Linked DNA regions of Anas platyrhynchos: region 1 is linked to region 2. Evidence: chromatin contacts called from public Hi-C data. All regions are on one chromosome and are shown on one strand. Each heading gives the region's core, a stretch centred on a gene start, on an enhancer-like site or on the middle of the called end of the contact. The rest is flanking DNA. Distances are from core to core; before and after follow the strand shown.

Evidence for each region. Hi-C and Micro-C count contacts between places; a contact is called where the count stands out from the background.
Region 1: a Hi-C map of skeletal muscle shows a contact between it and region 2, with 1.9 times the contacts expected there. The contact joins two enhancer-like sites. A contact is called at or near these places in 2 of 8 Hi-C or Micro-C datasets (liver and skeletal muscle).

The regions. Positions count from the first base shown.
Region 1 is chr12:11,804,928-11,807,627 of IASCAAS_PekinDuck_T2T, reverse strand. The region is part of intron 2 of RANBP10 (RAN binding protein 10); the gene reads left to right. Among named protein-coding and RNA genes, the nearest start is that of RANBP10, 6.9 kb to the left of the region's middle. Within about 2 kb of position 1,402, at least 1 of the 8 cell types and tissues checked has an H3K27ac peak or open chromatin away from gene starts, as enhancers often do.
Region 2 is chr12:11,760,842-11,763,541 of IASCAAS_PekinDuck_T2T, reverse strand. It overlaps RANBP10 (RAN binding protein 10), which reads left to right. Exons shown (of 14, transcript XM_038185647.2): 5 at 715-737. Among named protein-coding and RNA genes, the nearest start is that of TRNAH-GUG, 33 kb to the right of the region's middle. Within about 2 kb of position 1,396, at least 1 of the 8 cell types and tissues checked has an H3K27ac peak or open chromatin away from gene starts, as enhancers often do.

The DNA of each region.
Region 1 (2,700 bases), core at 153-2,652, 44 kb before region 2:
GCAAATGGTTCAGTGATGCTGGGACGTGGTGCATCTGGAGGGGCTGTGCCATCTCCATCTCCACGGCTTCCCTGGCCAGACCCCGGGCTGCTGGATGGGAGTTTGCTGTGCTCTGGGAAGGAGGATGGAGGAGGAGGAGGGTCCCGCGGTCCCTTCTGCTCCAGCCCTCTCGGTGGCTCCACAAGTGGCTCCCTTCCAGCATTCTTTGAACAGTCCTGCAGAAACGGCCGTGCCCCTTGTGTTCCTGAGCTGCCACAAATAACTCCTGCTTTTATCACGGTGGCTCAACCTCAGCTATATTTGAAGGTGCTGGACTTTCACGCTCCCTCTGTGTGCAGCGTGTTTGTGCGCCGCTGGTTCGTCAGCGCACCTTCCCCAGTCGGATGTTCCCCCCTTGGTAAACAGGAGCGGTGCCTGTAAGACTCATCAGGGTAGGGCAGCCAGCCCGTGACTTGGAGGCTTTTGTGACTCAGAAGGGCAATTTGGCTTTGTTAGCCTCTTTAACAGGGGCAAGGTGAGTTGTCTCCTGGGCGGCCGTGCTTGTTCCCGACTGATGTTTCTTTTTCATGACCTGTTTTAGCTCCTGGAGGCAGATTCTGAGCGTGCACAGGTGCCTGGGCAAAGTCCGCTGTCCTGCAGCCTTTCCTCTGGTCCTCAGAGTGGCATTTTGCTGCTGACAGCTCTCTCCTGGCCATGTCTGGTTTGGGACAGCAGCTCGGTTGCGGGTGCCTTGGTGTGCTGGAGCTCTGTGATGAGTCTCACTCATCTCACTGGGGCTCTTCCGTGAGCTGGCCTCAGGAAGGCTGCTGAAAGACCTGCCCTAGCTTTTCCTGGTGCCATGATTTCTTCGTTAACTTCCCCTTTTCTTCCTGCCAGCACTAAGGCAATGAGTTGGATCGGGTGAACCATCTTTTTTGCTTGGTTGGTTTTTGGCTTGATCAGTTCCTTGGAGCAGTGCTTCCTATAAACGGGGGAGAGGAGGCCAGAAAGGGGGCAGAAGAGGGAGGGAGGGAGGATGTGGGCAGCAGCGAGTGTCAGGATTTCTCTTCCAGCCCCCCTTGAGCTGCATTACACCGCCAGAGATGCTGGCCAGTGCTCGCTTCCATCTCGGGCATTTTTCTTTAGAGAAGGAGGAAAGAGTACTTGGAGGAGAGAGGCACGAGAGCTAATCTAGCTTGGGCCATAACAGTTTATTTAAAATCTTTCTTTAGCTTTCTTACACAAGTGTGCCATGTCCCAGCCTTAAAAATAGCTTAGCTTCACCCCGACTGAGAAAGAAAAATAAAGGTCACATGTTTGGGTTGTTGAGCAGCCTTTACACGAGTAAGGAGTGATCTGCCCATCTTCCTTGCTTACGTTTCTCCCTGCCAACTTTCCATTCCTCCCCAGCGTATGGTGAGTGTGATTGCTGTCTGAGAAGCCTCGCGCTGGCGTGCTCTAATGGTTTCCAGATGCTGATAGAGCTCTGTCCACGTCGTGCCCTGACGTCAGGGCCTCTGATGGCATGGTTGTCTTTGTTCATCCCTCAGCTGGCAGCGCCGTGACCACCTCCTAACAAAACGTGGCTGTAACGAGGGCTGAGGAATGTCCTGTAGCAAGCGAGGGTTTCTGGTGTCTGCACACACCGAGTGTTCCCTTCTTTATATCTGATAAGCTTGTAAATAATTGATTTCCTCCTCTTTTTTTTTTATTTTCCTCCCTCGTTTCCAAGAATCCAAACTTGGCACCAGGAGAGGGGGTGGTTCTGTTTGCAGGTATCTCTGCTTGTTTAAATTGACACTGTTCTTCAGACGCTCGTTTAAACAAACCAACACATAAATAAATAGCCCCAACCAGATTCAGTAAACACTTCTCACCTTGTTCACATTTGCAAACAGTCTTGTCCAAGCACGTCTTGCTTGCTCAGCTACTGACAGGCCGAGCAGTATTCTGCTAAACCCTTGGTGCTCTGACGTGTGGAGACACTTCAGTTCTCTTTGGAGGTTTTGCATCGATTGATGAGATCTCATATCGCCTCTCAGTTTATGTCACTCTGCTAAATTCTTGTGGAAGGGGGTAATCTTGAGAGCAGCATCTCAGATGTAAAGCAAGTCGTGAGATCAAAATCTCCCATTTGCAGTTGATAACTTGCCATTGCATTAAAAAACAACAACGATGGAGTAGCAACTGAAACACGGTGCTTCATAGGGGTGTCATGGGCTTTACCATTGCAATGGTAGAATACCAATTCCTCATTAAAACAGCTTAGGAAGTAAGGAGACGAAGTGGAAGTAGTGATGGTGATACGTGACTTAATCACTTGTGATGTGTGTGTTTAGGTCTGAAATCTCAGATACTTTTTATATTTCATGCTGTGATAACTTCTATTGATTTTTTGTGTGTGTCCAGCTACAGTCGCGAAATTTTGTGCAGTAAAGAAGAAGAGTTTGAGGAAAAGTTCTCCTCTTTTTCCCTTCCCTCTCGCCCTCTGCTGTTTCTGAATATCTGTTGTAAAAAATGTAGAGAGATGGCAAAAGTAAATTCTAACAAAATAAACTGGGTATCTTTAGAATATGTGTAAAACATTATGCTGCGATTTTCCAGTGTATGTTTACACCTAATAAATCAAATTATAGGATAATGGGAGCTGGGTGTTCAAATGTTTCTAGGATTATGCATCTAGGCAATTCTCTGTTTAATAATTAAATTGTACAAGTTGCT
Region 2 (2,700 bases), core at 147-2,646:
AAATGTCCCATTCTTTCTCGGTAGTGACCGCTGGGCCTCTCTGTCCTCTCTGCAATTGATATTTAGTCCATCAGAAACAGATCCTACTGTGAGCAGCTATGATTTCTAGTAGGTTTTGCTTGGTATCTCTTTTCTCATATGCCAAATTAAATAAAAAGGGAAACCATACACTTTTTTCCATCACCTGTACTTGGAACTGTAACAGCATCATGGAGGATGAAGCTGCTCTTTGCGCAGTATTTCTCAGGTGCTGGAGGCTGCAACTTGCTCCTGTTGCAAGGACGTTCCCCAGCTGCAATGCAAAGTGTTGAATATTCATTCCTGGCTGGCTGGTGAGAAGAAGCAGCTATAGCCTAAACCAAGGCAAAGTGAGAGTAAAGCTCTGTTTCTAAACCCAAAGTAAGTCTGGAAAACTAACTCCTTCAGAGTAACAGAGGGAGAAGCAAAGACAAGAGGAGCTGCTTTTTTGAAAATCAAATTGTAAGAAGAGATATCTGATAAATTAGGCTTTTCCATGAACGTTTCTCCAGAGTCAAAACCTTGCAGAGGAGTGGGTTGGGGAGGGAAGTTATTTCTAAATATGACAGGTGGTGAAACGCAAGGTCCGAGCTGGGATTTATTGAGATGTAGTAAATTTTTATAGCATGTTATGGATGTAGTCAAGCAGGGAAAAAATCCTTTGTCTTTTTAATTCTAATATTTTTCCCCCCACAGGTATAGCCTTTACAGACCTCCCTGTAAGTACACCTATTTTCAGTATTTTAACTAAGGATGCAAAGAGAAGGGAGGGGGAAGAGTGTGGGGGTGTGATTTTTTGTTTGTTTGTTTGTTTTGTTTTGATACCCTGTTAAAAATGGTAACACACACTACTGAATGATGTGGATGCTCCCTTTTCTGAAACTTCATAGTTCTGTAGCTAGGATGTGGGCCACCCACACGCTTCCTCTGATCCCTCACCAGCTCTAAGAATATGTTGCTCCTTCTCCTGGAATTAAAGCCTGGATTCAGACTCTGTTACAGGTCACTGTCTTCCAAACACAGCATTGGGTGTGGGAAGTGTATGTGCAAAGTCCCTGTGCAGCCTCTTGTCTTCTGCCCTCAGAGGGCACAGAAATGCCTGCTGATGTTATTCCCAGCCTCTCCCTCTCTCCTCCAAATCTTGCAGCTGTGGAGTCGTTTCAAAGGTGGTGGTTAGGGAAGGCTATCACTAGGCTCATCGCACGAGTTTTTGACAAGCCTCCTCCTGTGATCAGTACCCAGCACGTGGAATTGCTAGGAAGAATATATTTGGCATGCATTCAGGGTTATTCTTCTGATTCACCAGCACCAATACCGAGTTCCTCTTGAGTGCTGTGATGCCGGATGAGTTCATCTAGGCAACAACGTGCAGTCAGCTCCTCCCAAAGCACAGCCTTCTCTGTGGCTAGTGGGTTAGGAACAAGAAGAGTGGCTCATTTGGCTACGCTGCTTCTCTTCCTGAAATGAGAGTGGTCTTCATGCTGGGGTAGACAGATAATTATTATTTAGCCTCTCATCAGCCAAAAATAGCTATCAAACCGAAACACACACGCAGTTGTTTTGTCTTATACAGCTGAAGTGTTGCTTCACAGTACCGAGTTGGCAGGTTGATATTACCTGTCCTGCTTACTGTAACTTGCTTCTTTTTAATCCAGCAGTGCACAGCAGGCTGATTTTAATGTGCTCTTGTGCCTAGCATTGAGTCTCTTTTACAGACAGCGAGTAGACAGCTGGGGAAGATGCACGGGAGCAGAACAGGCAGCAGGGCTCTTGCAGCAGCAAGGTCTGGCAGCGCTGCTAAGGCTGAACCCGAAACGCTCCTGAGCACAGGGCATCCCTCCATCCTGCTGTTCCTTCCAGCTTCTTCATCTATGTCCTGTTCCAAGATGATTTTGTTTTAATGTTAAATTGGAGGAAGATCTGGTCAGGTTGGTTTGGGCATCAGCTATTCAAATAGCTTGAGGCAGTTTCCAGTGACTAAATGGCATCTCTGTGCCTTTTACTAGCCAGAGTTTGCCGAGTTGTTTTCTGTGGGTTCTGGTTTTTACAGCAGCAGCCGATCTGTGACACGTTTTCTGGGCCAGAAAGGAGAACAGTGAATGCTCTATAGGCCTCCTACTGTTGGGAATTACCTTCTACAAGATAATTTCTCTTTAAAAAGTGAGACAAAAGCTTGACTGGGTTATTTCACCCCTTGACTGTGGATGCAAGCAATGGCAGGAGATTTCAGCATGTTTCTCTCCATATTCTAAATGGCTCAACTGCTGTGTGGTCAAATTCACCTTAAGGATGCCTGCACCTGACTTCCATCATTCCCACCCTCCTTCTCTAGCATCCTTCCCTTGAATCACTTCCTTCTTGCCTCACTCCTTTAGATGCCTGGGTATTCCGTGTCCTATTCTGGCCTTTTTGGCTCTCTCAGCCCATTGTTTCTTGGCTTCTTTTCCAGACAGTCAAGGTTACTGCCCTTTCCTACAGAAGGGAACCCCAGACCCAAGAGAGACTTTTGATTTAAATATGCCGACTGCTGGCAGAGAAGCCTTGCAGTAGTAGGGAATGTGAAGTTGATATAACTTGCAAGTGATATTTTGTCATTTATTACAGCATTATGTTCCAGGCAGAAACACAATACATGTGTATGCATTCATTTTAACATAAAGAAGAGAAAGCACCCATCATGTG